2 separate regions of the Lactuca sativa genome follow, and region 2 is linked to region 1. The links are chromatin contacts, called in public Hi-C maps. All regions are on one chromosome and are shown on one strand. Each heading gives the region's core, a stretch centred on a gene start, on an enhancer-like site or on the middle of the called end of the contact. The rest is flanking DNA. Distances are from core to core; before and after follow the strand shown. Region 1 holds the start of LOC111916488 (armadillo repeat-containing protein LFR). Region 2 holds the start of LOC111916487 (GDP-mannose 3,5-epimerase 2).

Region 1 (2,714 bases), core at 139-2,638:
TGCATGGATGCCTCTGAAACAGACCCTATGCTGCCATTTTTTTAAAAAAGAAATGAGTCTCAATGTTTCACACAAATCAAGAATCTTACAAATGTATAAAAAGAAATGGATCTTAATCTTACTTCACATCATTTGAGCCTAAAGCTTTGAACTCGTTTCCAAATCCAGTAACAATGGAGTTAACACCTAGAGACCTTGTTCTTGGTGTCTTTATGAGCTCTTTTGGGAGAGTGATGTCACGCCAATCATCGATCTGTTTGAAGTTTTATTGCATTTATGAAATGTGTAAATATAAATAAATCATGGGTCCTGTTAATTTTAAAAGATGAAAGTTTAGAAAAGAGTGGTTACATACAACTTGGAGAAGAGCATCGAGTAATCCAGGGATTTTTGCTAATGGAGTTGCATCTTTTCTCACTTCATCTTTCTCTTTGAATGAAAGTAAAGTTAGTGTATTTAGTGCCCATGTCAGCTCGCTTTTTAATCCACTTTGAAGAGCAAGAACAATCCTTTTATTGTTTTGATCTGGACAAGAGGAAAAAGACTAAATCTTGAAGATAAGTAGTTTCATTTTTCAATAACAAATGATATATCTGTTTGCTATTAGTTTCACTTCACATGCATATAAACAAAACATTTTATCAACAAATAAAAGACGCAAAGGGGAACTGGAGTATAATTTATAAACACATTCCCTGGGAATCAAAAGCGACACCAATAACTGTCCTTGGTTGTCATTAAAACTAGTTATATAAACTTGGGTCTATAATTACATTACAGTTAACACAAAAGCTAGTAGGTTGACAACCTAGTGTCAACAAATAATTACTTTTTAGTATTACTAGTATAATCACTATGATTTGGAAAATATAATCTGAAAGTACTGATGACGATACTACATTTCCAAGAAGAAGGGTAAGCAATGGCTTTTAATAAACATAAGTTTGCTTTCGGCTTCAGATGTGTAGCGGATATTAAGCATTTTCCATTAAAGAAATAGACAATTGCATAAAACCTAAGACAATGTTTACAATTTTTACGTACTGAAGATAAATTAGTAACAAAACCTAGATAAAACTACGGATTTGGAAAGTGCTAGCTAGCACAGTTTTGATGTTTCGCGAAGAATAGAGGATTAATAACAGAATTAGGGTTTTGAAAAAGGTCTAACCAGCGAAAGAGGAGTGAACTTGGAGCGATGGGCCAAGGAGTGTCGATGGAGCTGCCGCGTCGGCTGCCGCAGCTGCAGCTAAGTTGCTATTAGTGCTTCCGAAAGGGCGGCCTCTCTTCGCCGCCGGAGTGCCGGAGCCACCCGACCCTCCGCCTTGCTTACCTAGCTCTCGCTTCTGCATCTCTCGCACAAGAAACACACGTGCAACGGGGATAACTTTTTATTTGGCATTGGTTTCGTTTTTTAAAATTTAAGCCAGCCACTTGTTTAAAGTTAATTGGAATGTGCCCATTTTTTAAAAAACTTTTCATTTTGGTCCCATCTTTATTTGGCTATGTTTAAAACTTAACGGAAGAATAGACGATTATATCTTCTCGACTTTGGTCTAGATTTTTAGAAATCGACAATGAATTCGATTTGCACTTGTTTGTAATTTGAACCAAACCGATTTATAAAAAATAAAAATAAAAAAATAAAAAATAAAAAAATAAAAAAATTGATTTTAGGTGTGTTTAAAATAAAAAAAAAAATTTGTTTTCTAAAAGAAAAAACTTCATTCAGCCATATAAATTTTTAACTTTTATTTTAAATAAAAATTTAAAAGCTAATTGGAGTTTTAGTTTTTTATATTGATGTAATTTTACACCATTAATAACTAACATCTAGTTTTGTCTTATACTTTTATACAAATATAAGTTATAAGTTTCAATTTTCAGATATCAACTACTAACTATTAATTTTTAGCTTTCGGCTATTAATTAGTTTTGTCTAACACACTTTAAATATTGAAATTTAAAAATGATTTGAGTTCATGATTGTGGAACCCAAATATTAAAATTAGTGTGATCGTTGGTTTAGGGAGCAAATCATCATTGGTTCTATTTTATATGGTATAGTTATTCAAGACAAATAAACAATCCCAGTTTTTATCTTTATTGTGGCTTTGCAATAATAATAAACTAAATTCCATTTCATAAAATAACAATAGATTACATTATGCGAAGGTTGAAAAAAAAAATAATACTACGTAACTTATAATGAAACCTAAATAGAAATGTCTCAAAATGGGATTGTGGATAAAGGGCCGCATATCAATCAATATTAGGCTATGGCCAATGCGTTGAGTGTAGTCCAATGTTTATGTATAGCCCAATGTTTAAGCATAAACATACTTTCATATTACGATAAAGTACACAATAATAGGGATGTGCATATGGACCGGGGAACCGGTCGAAACCGGTACCGGAACCGGAACCGGCACCGGAACCGGAACCCGATGGAACCAGTCGGGCCGGGATCGGGACGTTATTTTTGTGGATTTTTAGAACCGGGAACCGATATAACCGGAACCGGTAGAACCGGTAAAAACCGGAACCGTATGATGCTATTTTTCGAGGACCGGTTCCAACATTTGGAGACACGACAAGAACCGGTAGGAACCGGGAACCGGTGGAACCGGAACCGGTAGAACCGCCGGGCCGGTTCGGTTCTTGATTTTAACCGAAGCCGGTTCCCGGTTCCAGTCCGGTTCAGGCCGGTTCCG
Region 2 (2,947 bases), core at 385-2,884, 170 kb after region 1:
GCTATAGCAACATGATCATCACACTATCTTCCTGATACACCAACTTGCTTAAAGAATGATTTATCTAGCATTAGGACACCAACTTCCAAATACATTAGGACATGCTTAGATTGCATGGGCGGATCTAGTGGTTAATAAGGGTATGACTTTGCATACCCTTGAACTTGTACAAGAAGTGCTAATTGTGTAAATAATTCCATTTTTAAAACAATAAATAGTAAGTTTGCATATCCTCATTTAAATGCTTTAAATGCTTGTATATCAAGATTCTCTAGAAATTTAGAGAAAAAAAATAAACCCTATCAAAATCCAATAAGAAACGTGGTTTAAAATTTCGAAAATTTGATGTTTAAAGTCGTAAAGTCGTTAATTTTTATGTCTTTTTTTATTTTAATTTTTAAATTAGGGTGTTGAATTTTTTTAAAAAGTAAAAAAAAAAAAAAAGAACAGATGTTTATTTAATTAGAAAAATTCCTAAAATATGTAAACTCATAAATAACAAATTAAAATGCAATTTGTTTTTCTTTTCGATGACGTGATAATTTTTTTAATTATACTATAGGCCGGTTTAAGTTATTTTTTTGTATCATTCATTGTATACCCTAGGTTTTTATTCTAAATCCGGCATAGTTAGATTGTCCCTATATATATATGAATGTTGAAGTACTACTAGGTTGATAATATTATCAACTTCATAGTCAATGTATATTCTCAAAATTATGCACAATATATCTCTAACTTATATTTTTGTGATTAATCATAGGTTTCGTATCTAAACGTCTGATTTAGTATCGGTTTTCATTAATACCATATTGCCATCTTATACATATTGGAAAAAAGCAAACAAACATTTAAAATAAATAAAAGATTTAACACCTGATTCATATTCCACATTAAAACGAGTTTTATCACATTAAACGTTTTTAGGACAATATCGGTACACACATTTATTAACAGTTGGAAAAATCCAAACTTTTCTCTCGATATTCATGTTATAAATTATTTTTCTTAAAAAATATTTTTATAAATTATGCACAATATATCTCTAACTGATATTTTTATTATCGATCTTAAGTTTCGTATATAAACGTTTGAGTTAGTATCGATTTTGATTAAATACCATATTGCCATCTTATACATAATGGAAGAAAAAACAAAAGATTTAACACCAGATTCATATTTTATATTAAGACGAGTTTTATCACATTAAACGTTTGTAGGACAATATGAATACACAAATTTATTAATAATTGAAAAAATCCAAACTTTTATGCACAACATATCTTTAACTGATATTTTTTTAATTGATCGTAAGTCTTGTAACTAAACATTTCAGTTAGTACCGATTTTAACTAATACCCTATTGCCTATCATATACATAATGAAAAAAAGCAAACAAACATTTAAAAAAGCAAAAGATTTAACACCTGATTCATATTTTATATTAAAACGAGTTTTATCACATTAAACGTTTTTAGGACAATACGGGTATATAAATTTATTAACAATAGTAAAAATCCAAACTTTTCCCACGATATTCATGTTATAAGTTATTTTCCTTAAAAAATATTTTTTTATGTCCACAAAATTTAAAACGTGAAAAGATAAAGTTGAAGCTCAAAAAATGTGAATAAAAGGGCAATTAAGTCGAGTAGAAATTGAAGGATAATTGGAGTGTATTTGCACCCATACGAGTAGGACACGAGTGCCGCCCAAATTATCTCGCTCGAGGATTTGCAGAGCAAACCAAACCTCACCCTTAAATCCCTGCAATATTTCGGCAAAATCTTCAGGTAATTCTAAGTTCTTGTAAACTTTCGACATTAATCTCTTGTATTATTCATATCTATCGTAATTTGTTTGGTGATCGGATACGGATTTTGTTGAGATTTGCGGTGTTTATATGGCAGAGGATAAGAGAATTGTCTAGGTTTCATACTGTTCTTATCGATTTTATGTGTTAATTAGGTGTTTGAGTCGTATGATTTCTCTAAAATTCTCTGAGATTAAACTTTATGATGTTTCTCCCATTCTAATTGTATGAATCGTTTAAAAGGCGTGTTCCATTGGCTTCCCTACAGTCTGTTTGTGTGTTCCCCTGTCTCTTCTTCCTACAGACGTACACAAGCAAACATTAAACACAATCACTGCACAAAGGATTTTCATTTTAGAATATTCGGCAAGTTTGTAGGGTTTTAGGAGGATTGGTAGGCCCTCTAATTTTTGTACTCAACCGAAGCTCTTAAAAAGTATGTGAGGTAATAAATTAACGTTGAAAAGCGGAAGTCATCACGAAATCTCCGCCGTGATGGTAAATAAAAGTAGGGAGTTTCCGATTAAAGACGGTGGATTCTGATGAACGGAAGTCATTTTCCAGTAGTCTTTCATCTTTGTGTATCTGTAGATGTCGCCGGAGGTTGACGTACTGTGACGGAAAACGGAAGTCTTTTTCCGGCGACGTTGATTCAAGATGGATGCAAATGCACATGCGACATCGATCATAAAGATTCAAAAAATGTTCATTGGGTGTCAATGTTTTTGTTCATCACATGTGCACCATTTTCCCATTTAGATTAAACAAAAACCAAATCACCTGAGTTCAAGTTTAGGTTAATTTGGGGTTTTAGGTATCCATACAAAATTTCAATATAAATTGACGTCTAAAAGTCATTTTATAATATTTTAAATTTTAAACCCATTTAAAATCCCACAATTAAACACAAATTACTTTTTGATGTTTTTCTATTGGCTCATGTAAATCTTTCAAAAGGAAAAAAAAAATGGAAAATCACGAACATTTGTATGTGAGTGACTTGTATCATATGCAATTGAAATTGTACCATGTTATTGCATGTAGTTAATTTCAGTTTTTCACATCAAGAGTCTTGGTTTAAAGGGTAAAAACATTAATCAATATTGAAATTGAAATTAATCGTGTAAAACAGAA

The links. A called contact is a pair of places that touch in the nucleus more often than the background predicts.
Region 2: a contact with region 1 is called in a Hi-C map of seed, with 9 times the contacts expected there. The contact joins the promoter of LOC111916487 here to the promoter of LOC111916488 in region 1. A contact is called at or near these places in 2 of 4 Hi-C or Micro-C datasets (leaf and seed).

The regions. Positions count from the first base shown.
Region 1 is chr3:273,171,637-273,174,350 of Lsat_Salinas_v11, forward strand. LOC111916488 (armadillo repeat-containing protein LFR) reads right to left here and starts at 1,389. Exons shown (of 11, transcript XR_008231141.1): 1 at 1,172-1,389; 2 at 356-525; 3 at 123-253; 4 at 1-30.
Region 2 is chr3:273,341,059-273,344,005 of Lsat_Salinas_v11, forward strand. It overlaps LOC111916487 (GDP-mannose 3,5-epimerase 2), which reads left to right and starts at 1,635. Exons shown (of 7, transcript XM_023912155.2): 1 at 1,635-1,793.